Linked DNA regions of Danio rerio: region 2 is linked to region 1. A link is a contact called in public HiChIP or PLAC-seq data. All regions are on one chromosome and are shown on one strand. Each heading gives the region's core, a stretch centred on a gene start, on an enhancer-like site or on the middle of the called end of the contact. The rest is flanking DNA. Distances are from core to core; before and after follow the strand shown.

What was found. HiChIP or PLAC-seq counts read pairs in DNA pulled down with a chosen protein or histone mark.
Region 2: an H3K4me3 HiChIP or PLAC-seq map of gastrula embryo shows a contact between it and region 1, with 2.5 times the contacts expected there. The contact joins the promoter of nom1 here to the enhancer-like site in region 1. A contact is called at or near these places in 1 of 18 Hi-C or Micro-C datasets (caudal fin) and 2 of 4 datasets of contacts at active chromatin or transcription factors (embryo and gastrula embryo).

The regions. Positions count from the first base shown.
Region 1 is chr7:40,917,597-40,922,140 of GRCz12tu, reverse strand. It overlaps dnajb6b (DnaJ heat shock protein family (Hsp40) member B6b), which reads left to right. Exons shown (of 8, transcript NM_200305.1): 2 at 349-472; 3 at 3,225-3,334. The coding sequence starts at 405. Among named protein-coding and RNA genes, the nearest start is that of dnajb6b, 11 kb to the left of the region's middle. Within about 2 kb of position 1,935, at least 5 of the 62 cell types and tissues checked have an H3K27ac peak or open chromatin away from gene starts, as enhancers often do. A contact at or near this core is called in gastrula embryo, where this site is marked.
Region 2 is chr7:41,004,307-41,008,420 of GRCz12tu, reverse strand. It overlaps nom1 (nucleolar protein with MIF4G domain 1), which reads left to right and starts at 2,099. Exons shown (of 12, transcript NM_001044832.3): 1 at 2,099-2,178. It overlaps lmbr1 (limb development membrane protein 1), which reads right to left and starts at 1,887. Exons shown (of 18, transcript NM_001252604.2): 1 at 1,828-1,887. The coding sequence starts at 1,887.

The sequences.
Region 1 (4,544 bases), core at 686-3,185:
GGGTTCGAAGTATAACACACTTGTCATATTCATAAACCAGTAAGAACTTCTGCTTTTGATAATTTCTCATATTATGTTACCTTCTTAAATAGGATTTCCTAAAATAAAATTGAAGTAATATACAGGAGCCTAGAGTGGATGACATGTCCAATCATGAATCAATCCTAAACACTATTATGCATGCCATGAAATGTAATGCAGAACTAAGCTTTTAAGTGACGAGTTGGTGTTTTGAGGTTGTCCCTCACAGTAGTCTCCCACCCTTTAACAAAGCACACCCTCAATCTGTTGTCCTCTCTTTTATGTCTTCTTCAACTGGTTCTCTGTCGCTCTCTTTCTTTTTTTTAGGCCCACTGCTGAACATTAGTCTTCATCCCGTGGAGTGGAAACCCAAAACCTGAGCCATGGAGGAGGATTATTACCACATCCTTGGTGTCACGAAAAGCGCATCTCCTGACGATATAAAGAAAGCGTAAGTACTCTGTGTTCTGTCATGGCTGTCTATTTTTACACACTGGACATAGTAGAGCGTTAATGATAACAGTGACTGTGCAACACAGGCTTAGTGTTACTGTTTGTGTGAGACTTCTTTATTACTCATCTCTGTCAGTGCGTTTGTTTTAATCCCTTGCTTCTGATGTTCTTTGAATAAAATAAAAAAGCCCTACTTTTTAATGTCTTCGTTTGGAAATAAACAAATGCGGACCCAGATAAGCATTGCTGTTCGTGCTTGCCGTGACATTGCTGAGGTTGAGATGGAAACACTTTCACTGTGGTAAATATAGAAGGGATTAAGAGAAATGCTATGGCAAACTCTCTTATGTCATGACAAATTGATAAAAGTTTTAAGAAATTTGCCAATAATTTTTCAACTAAACCTCTTCAAAATGCAAAGTACATTCTTAATCAGCTTGATCCAAGACCATTCATATAATAGTACATAGTTTAAAATATTCAATAGTTTCATAAGATGCAGTTATGGGAAAAAATAAGAGATCATTTGGCATTTTTCAGTTTAGCTGTATTTAGTACAATTTGTAGTCATGTGTTGGAGTAAAATGTAATTTTTGTTTTATCTGAAAACAGCTAATGTCATTTCTTAAAAAAATATATATATGCGTTTTATATATGCATTTTATATATGTATGCAACAGTTAGTTAAAATAACAAAAAAGAAGGCATTTTCATTTATATTCATTTTTAGACGATGCAATAACCAGTGTTTTAACTTGGTATTTAGTTATGAAAGCAATATTTGGTAGAATAACTTCAGTTGTTTGATCACAATTGTTTTGCTTTTTTTGTGTTTTTTTTTTAAACCAATTATCTTTTTGTTTTCTTTAAAAATGTAAAAGGAAGGTTTTACCTTTTTAATAGAATTAAACAAAAATGAGCAGTTTATGCAAACACATACCTAAAGAGTTCAGTAAACCCAGAGAAACTAATGTAGTGGAAAAGAAGTTCCATTAATGCAAAATTTCACGGTAACATTGTATTTTGATGGTCCCTTTAACGCATTTTGTTGAATTTAAGTTACATTGCATCTACATGCCAACTAATTCTCATTAGATTATAAGTAGACTGTTAGGTTGGGGTTAGTGTAAGTAGACGTACTTGCAAATTTTCTTATGGTCAGATAAATGTGTTGAAGGAGCAGTATCAGCAAATATTAAGCAGACAGTCTACTAATACTCAAATGAGAGTTATTGGCATTTAGTTTCAATGCAACTTGTCAACTGAATGTGCAATAGGGACCATCAAAATAAAGTCTAATTGCTAATTTCACACGTCATTTAGATATTGCATGTAAACGTAAACACAGTCTTTTATATTGCAAATTGAGCTTGACCCAGAAAAAGGAATAGGGTGTAGACGGGAAACCTTACAGCATTTAGTGGTGTTTAGTCACATTGTGTCCTTATTCATTACTCCACACCTTATTCATCCACTCCCTTTCTAGAAAGGGTGTTTTTGTCCTTTGTTTTTCAGGTGAGCAAACAGCTATTGAAGCCTTGTTCTGTAGGTCACTGAATTTGCTGATGTTTAAGGGAGGATTTCTAAAGCACAGTGGTTTGGAGGGTAAACGCTATCAAAAGATGTGCAAAGGACAAATCCTCTGGTGTATAGAGTGTTTGGTTTAGGCCATTGACGCTGCAGGCTGCGTGTGTATTGCTGACTCAGGTTGAGTGTACAGGGATGCTGACCTGTTGTCACACCTACTGAAGTTAAACTGTGCAGCATGACCTGGATTAAAAAGTGGATGTTAAGAGGTGTGGAATTTATTTTGTGTGGGCATTACATTATTTTTCCAGTGAATATTAGCATCCTTGAACATTTAATTTGATTTAAACACTGTTTCTGGTCAGCTTTTTTTTTTTTTTTTTTTTTTTACTAAAATCAGCATCAGGAATTTATAGTGATTTATAAAAATCTTTGTAGTCCTATATCTTCAGTTTTGTAACTAACATTTTTGTTGTTGTTTGTTCATGATTCTTATATAATGAAATTTGTTGATTAAATATAAGTTAATAAAATAAAAATATGGTAAAGCAGTGGCACAGTAGGTTGTGCTGTTGCCTTACAGCAAGAAGGTTGTTGGTTTGAGCCTCTGCTGGGTCAGTTGGCGTTTCTCTGTGGAGTTTGCATGTTCTTCTTGAGTTTTGCGCGGGTTTTCTCTGGGTGCTCCGGTTTCCCCCACAGCCCAAAGACATGCGGTACAGGTGAATTAGGTAGGCTAAATTGTCCGTGGTGTATGAGTGTGTATGGATGTTTCCCAGAGATGGGTTGCAGCTGGAACGGCATCCTCTGCGTAAAGCATATGCTGAATTTGACGGTTCATTCCGCTGTGGCGACCCTGGATTAATTAAGGGACCAAGCCAAAAAGAAAATGAATGAATAAATGAATGAATAAATAAATAAATGAAAATTAAAAATAAATAAAATAATTAATAACCTAAACTTTTTTTGTGTTTGCATTCATTAATCACCCTCATATATGCTGTTATTTTTGTAAATAATTTTTTAATGTTCTAGATATACAAATACACACTATATACACTATATATTATCACTTTCATTCTTTTTTGTACATCTTTGATGTACTTTTTAAATTGTGACTATATATTCTGCATATAAATTTATATTCTGCAGGTGCATGTAGTTTTTGTGCCCTTTTCAAATTTAAGATGTCTTGCTTTGAAAAAGGTGTGTATGTGCTTTTTCAGGTACAGAAAACTTGCACTAAAATGGCATCCAGACAAAAACCCCAATGACAAAGAGGAGGCGGAGAAAAGGTTCAAAGAAATCTCAGAAGCATATGAAGTCCTGTCAGATGGTATTGGATATTTATTTTTTCTATAATTATTTTTAAATGATACACTGTTTTTTTATTATTGAAAGTGAATAATTTCCTCTTATAAATGTTTGTAAAGTGTAAAGAAATCTACCAAAATAACCTGTCAGTGGTTGAATTGCTTGATTTATGACTATTTTAAGGTGTTGAGGTATGACACATGTCCTGGTATTTTGGCTTTTTAAGTCTTTTTCTTAAGCCAGTTACTTTTTTCTGTATTTCTGCAGTAAAAAAAAAAGTTATGTATTTTCATTTGCATGTCTGCATTTTTTTTTGTACATCTTCCCATTTACCGTTTTATTAAATGTGTAGAGGTATTTTTAGATTTCATTTATTATTTATTATTAAATATTTCATTTTCCTGTGCAAGACTTGTTAAAATGCATTGCCACACAGTTATTGTAATCTCAACATGAATAAAAAAAAAGTTGGTGCTTTTGCTTCTGATAGTAAAATATATTTTGTTCATCTGGTCACAGGTGAAAAACGATACAATTTTTATAAATCAAAAAAAGTGTCCACTTTCACTTCCATGGGTGGTAGAAAACACCCATATTGTGTTTGTAATGTGCTTTTAGTCACATGTGTAGCCACTTGTGGTTTAAATAGCCAGTAAATAAAGAAATATTCTTGGACCTTTTGGTGCAGCATGACAGCCAGATGGTGTTTAAGCTCTGTCTTCTGAAATTGTAAGCAAATAATTTAAACAGCACAATGCTTCCTTAAAAGTCTTCCTTTTAACACAAAGCGTTGAGTGTTGTTTGTGTTTATCTAATCTGAAACCAAAAAAACTGTTCTGTGTTGTTTTCTGTTGTCTCTTTTAGCATTCATTTGCCAATCACTCTTATTTTACTAATATTAGATTAGATTAGAAAAGGCCAGTACACACAGCTGTCCATAGGCCCTTCTTCCCTTAAAGAAATCAGGGAAGAGACTGAAACAAAACAGAAGTGTCATGTAAAGGTGTAAACAGGAATGTGTGTCCTTAGTCTGCTTTTTTATAGTAAATAGGCAACTGCCCTAGAGTAAAACAGTTTATTTATTTATTTATTTATTTATTTTTATCGATTCAGTTGATATCCCGGTCTGGCGAGAGCACTTTTAGCTTAGCAAAGATCATTGAATCTGATTAAACTGCTATTTTGCTATACCTTCAATATCAGTTGTATACCAGACCTCGAACATGCCACAA
Region 2 (4,114 bases), core at 850-3,349, 86 kb before region 1:
TCTTTGAATCAAATTACAAAAAATCTATTACTGCTTGTGCAAGGCGTTTATAATGCCGCGTCTATGTGACTGGACAGTAAATTTGACTTATTCTCTTCTCTGGCTGCCGTTTTCAGCGCCACACTTTTTTTCCTTTTTCTAAAAGTGTTTATAAAATCATCATGGAGTTTTTCTTAAATATTTGAGCAAATAAGATAAAAAAAAATGTTTGTTGTATTCTCCCATTCACTGCACTCCCCAACTGCACTTTCCCCAACTATGATGACTTCTGCTACTGAGAAACTCATCACATAATTTGGACACATACAAGTGGCTGGTACAACTGTACGACATTATAATTATCCACAGCTCGAGTGAACTTGCTACAAATGTGTGCATTAAAGATCTGGACAAAATCTCCACGTTTACTGCACAAAACAATGATCATGAATCAGGATGATTGCCTTACTTTGTATAATTGATACTTGATACTGTACTTTGCTTTTGTTTTTCTGTTAACTTCTATTAATTGGATACCCCAGTTTAAAGAGACCGCAGGGGGGGGTGTAGTATGATTAATATATTTCATTATATTGTTTTTTTCAGCCTGTGTCATTCATTCATTTTCTTGTCGGCTTAGTCTCTTTATTAATCCGGGGTTGCCACAGCGGAATGAACCGCCAACTTATCCAGCAAGTTTTTACGCAGTGGATGCCCTTCCAGCCACAACCCATCTCTGGGAAACATCCACACACACATTCACACACACACTTATACACTACGGACAATTTAGCCTACCTCATTCACCTGTACTGCATGTCTTTGGACTGTGGGGGAAACCGGAGCACCCTGAGGAAACCCACACAAATGCAGGGAGGACATGCAAACTCCACACAGAAACGCCAACTAAGCCGAGGTTCGAACCAGCGACCTTCTTGCTGTGAGGCGACAGCACTACCTACTGCGCCACTTGCCCTCGCCTTTTTTTTCAGCCTGTGTGCTTTGTTATAATAATAATAATAATAAAAGAAAATTCTAAGCAACCAACAACAATCAAAGTACAACATTGTTCAGTCAATTAAATAGTGCATGTGTTGTTTTGAAGTTATACATAAATGTGATTTCAGACCGAATATTCAATGTACCATGGCAATATAGGGACAAGTTGTCACTGAACAAATCTGCGAAAATAAAACCAACTTAACCTTAAAAACAACATAGGCTGGTCTAACGTGAACCTGTTAAATAAAACACATCAGTCAGTCAAATTAGTTGGTAACTTAAGAGTTTATGCAACTGGCCCCAAGTTTGCCAAGTCAGAAAGGAGAGGCACATTATATCCTAACACCCAAAATAAACACTGCAAACCTGCAATGCTCATGTGTACACCAACAACTGTAAACAAGCTGTCAGTGAAGAACCGTTAGGATTACTCAGATGTCAGTTGACGATAGTTCAGTCTGTCCTAATTCTACTAGTTTTAGAAATATGACACAAAGGTTACTCGGCTTCATGCATACAATTGCAGACAGCTAACAATTATTTACAAAACGCGTTTAATTTTGGGTTAGAAGTCAAATGAATTGCGAGCTCAGTCACAGAAAGGGATTAAAGAGCTCAATATTGTAGCTAACGACAAGCTAAGAGGCTAACCAACTAGCCTAATGGACCTCATTTAAACTCAGTTCTGTTTCTAGAGATATTTATCAAAAGTCTTAACCACAGTTAAACCCATTCATGATTTCATTATACGGAATATCCGTAATGAAGTCTAAATGCAAGCTGGATAATGAACACGGAGCATAAAGGGTCAGTGTGCTGTGCTTTAATGGGTCTCTCTGTACTCACGATGTACTCGCGCACTTGGCTGTGGAAATTCTGCTCTCTGATCGTCACATCGTCTTCCATTCTTCATATTGCAGAAACACATTCATTAGCAACGCATTTTGGTGGCCAGTCCATTCACTGCGAGAGAAAGCGACTTTATCAGATAAATAAACCGCCCTTTGGAAGAGCTCGACTGACTGACAGCGGTTGCGCTCAGCGCCAAATAAACGATCACAACACAGTCAAAATATATCGCGTCATCATTCGGCGACTTACGACAGGCAGGACGATGGATGTACACAGATGGCTTGTCAAGATGAATACAGTAAAATCCTTCTGGAAATGGATGACTTTCTCCTGTGCTACATTTAGGTAATCCACTAATTCATCCATCAGTATTTCCACTAAACAACTTGTCTTATGTATGGTCACAGTGTCGAGTTTGTTTGTGAAAAATGAATCAGGAGTATAAGTGAATTTAACTTAGCTAAATATGTTACTGTTGGCAACAGATCTTTAGTTAGCAGGCATTGAGTAATATAAAATAAATCAATAAAAGGGAAATGCAGCTTAAAATGTTTTATAATCAAAAACAGTTGGTATCATATTTTACCATGATTTACAGAAGACACACACTAAAATGTAATTCGATGTAACTTGTGTACCAAAAAATAGTGTCATGTCTACTTAATTATTTTATGAGATAAATATTTAATTAATTGTGATTTAAAATTTTTATTTTTTGCTTTTTAAAACAAACTGATTGTAAGCATCGATGAAAATATAAACATTATTAGAAATTACATTACAATGAAATTTGTATTTTGTCCCTTGATTCATAAGGGGTCGCCACTGCGGAATGAACCTCTAACTTATCCAGCATATGTTTTACACAGCAGATGCCCTTCCAGCTGCAATCCATCACTGGCAAACATCCATACACACTCATTCACACTACGGCCAATTTGTTTATTATTCACTTATAGCGCATGTGTTTGGACTGTGAGGGGAAACTTGAGCACCGGGAGGAGACCAACGTGAACATGGGGAGAACATACAAACTCCACACAGAAAAACTAACTGACCCAGCCAGGGCTCAAACCAGCAACATTCTTGCTGTGAGGCAACAGTGCTAACCACTGACCCACCGTGTCTCGTTTTTTAATCATTAAAAATAAATATGTCTAATGTTTATTTTGCAAATATATTAAGTGTATTGCGAACATTTATTTAATGTAATGAGTACATATGTTGTACAACATATTTTTTAAAATATAAATATTGTTGGTGTAAGATGGTGGACTATTATTTCACCAATATTCTTTTACATTCTATTTTCATAAAAGTTAATTACTAATTAGGCTAATTACAACATTAAAATAGACACTACTTGCATTTTAGAGAAATTATAAGAAATTATGGGGTGGTACGGTGGTGCAATGGGTAACGATGTCACCTCACAGCAAGAAGGTTGCTGGTTCGAGTCTTTCTGGGTCAGTTTTCTGTGTGGAGTTTGCATGTTCTCTCCATGTTTGCACGAGTTCCCTCCGGGTGCTCCTGTTTTAAAAAACAGAACTAAACTCCATTGTGTAGATGGTTCAAGCATGTTGAAAATTATTTTTCAATCAAGTTCTCTTACATAGAAAAAGTAAATTAAATAGCTACTAGGAATGTTCATTTCGTTAGTTTTGCTAACCGACAAACGCTGCTCATTAATCGGTTATTAACGGTTAACTGGTCAGATTACTATTAATTTTATATTAAACAAATTGACGTGTCTATTTTGTGTCTGACACATTAAATATTGCATTTTAAAATACTGATTTTTATATGTTAGCATATTAATAGCGGAACAGAACAACAGAGCATCTTGTGTACCAAAAAATAGTGTCATGCCTACTTAATTATTATTTCTAGACACTACTTGCATATTAGAGAAATTATAAGAAATTATGGGGTGGTAGGGTGGTGCAATGGGTAACGATGTCACCTCACAGCAAGAAGGTTGCTGGTTTGAGTCTTTCTGGATCAGTTTTCTGTGTGGAGTTTGCATGTTCTCTCCATGTTTGCACGAGTTCCCTCCGGGTGCTCCTGTTTTCCCCAGTCTAAAGACATGCACTATAGTTGAATTGGGTAAGCTAAAATGTCTGTATGTGAATATGTCCTGTTCATATGCAAGTATACAAGAAGTTATACATATATCTTCTGGTATATATTTATACAGTACATACTGCTAATAAATCTATACACATCTGTTATTATAGAGACAGTTCACCCAAAAATGATCGAGTGGTTCCAAATCCTTATG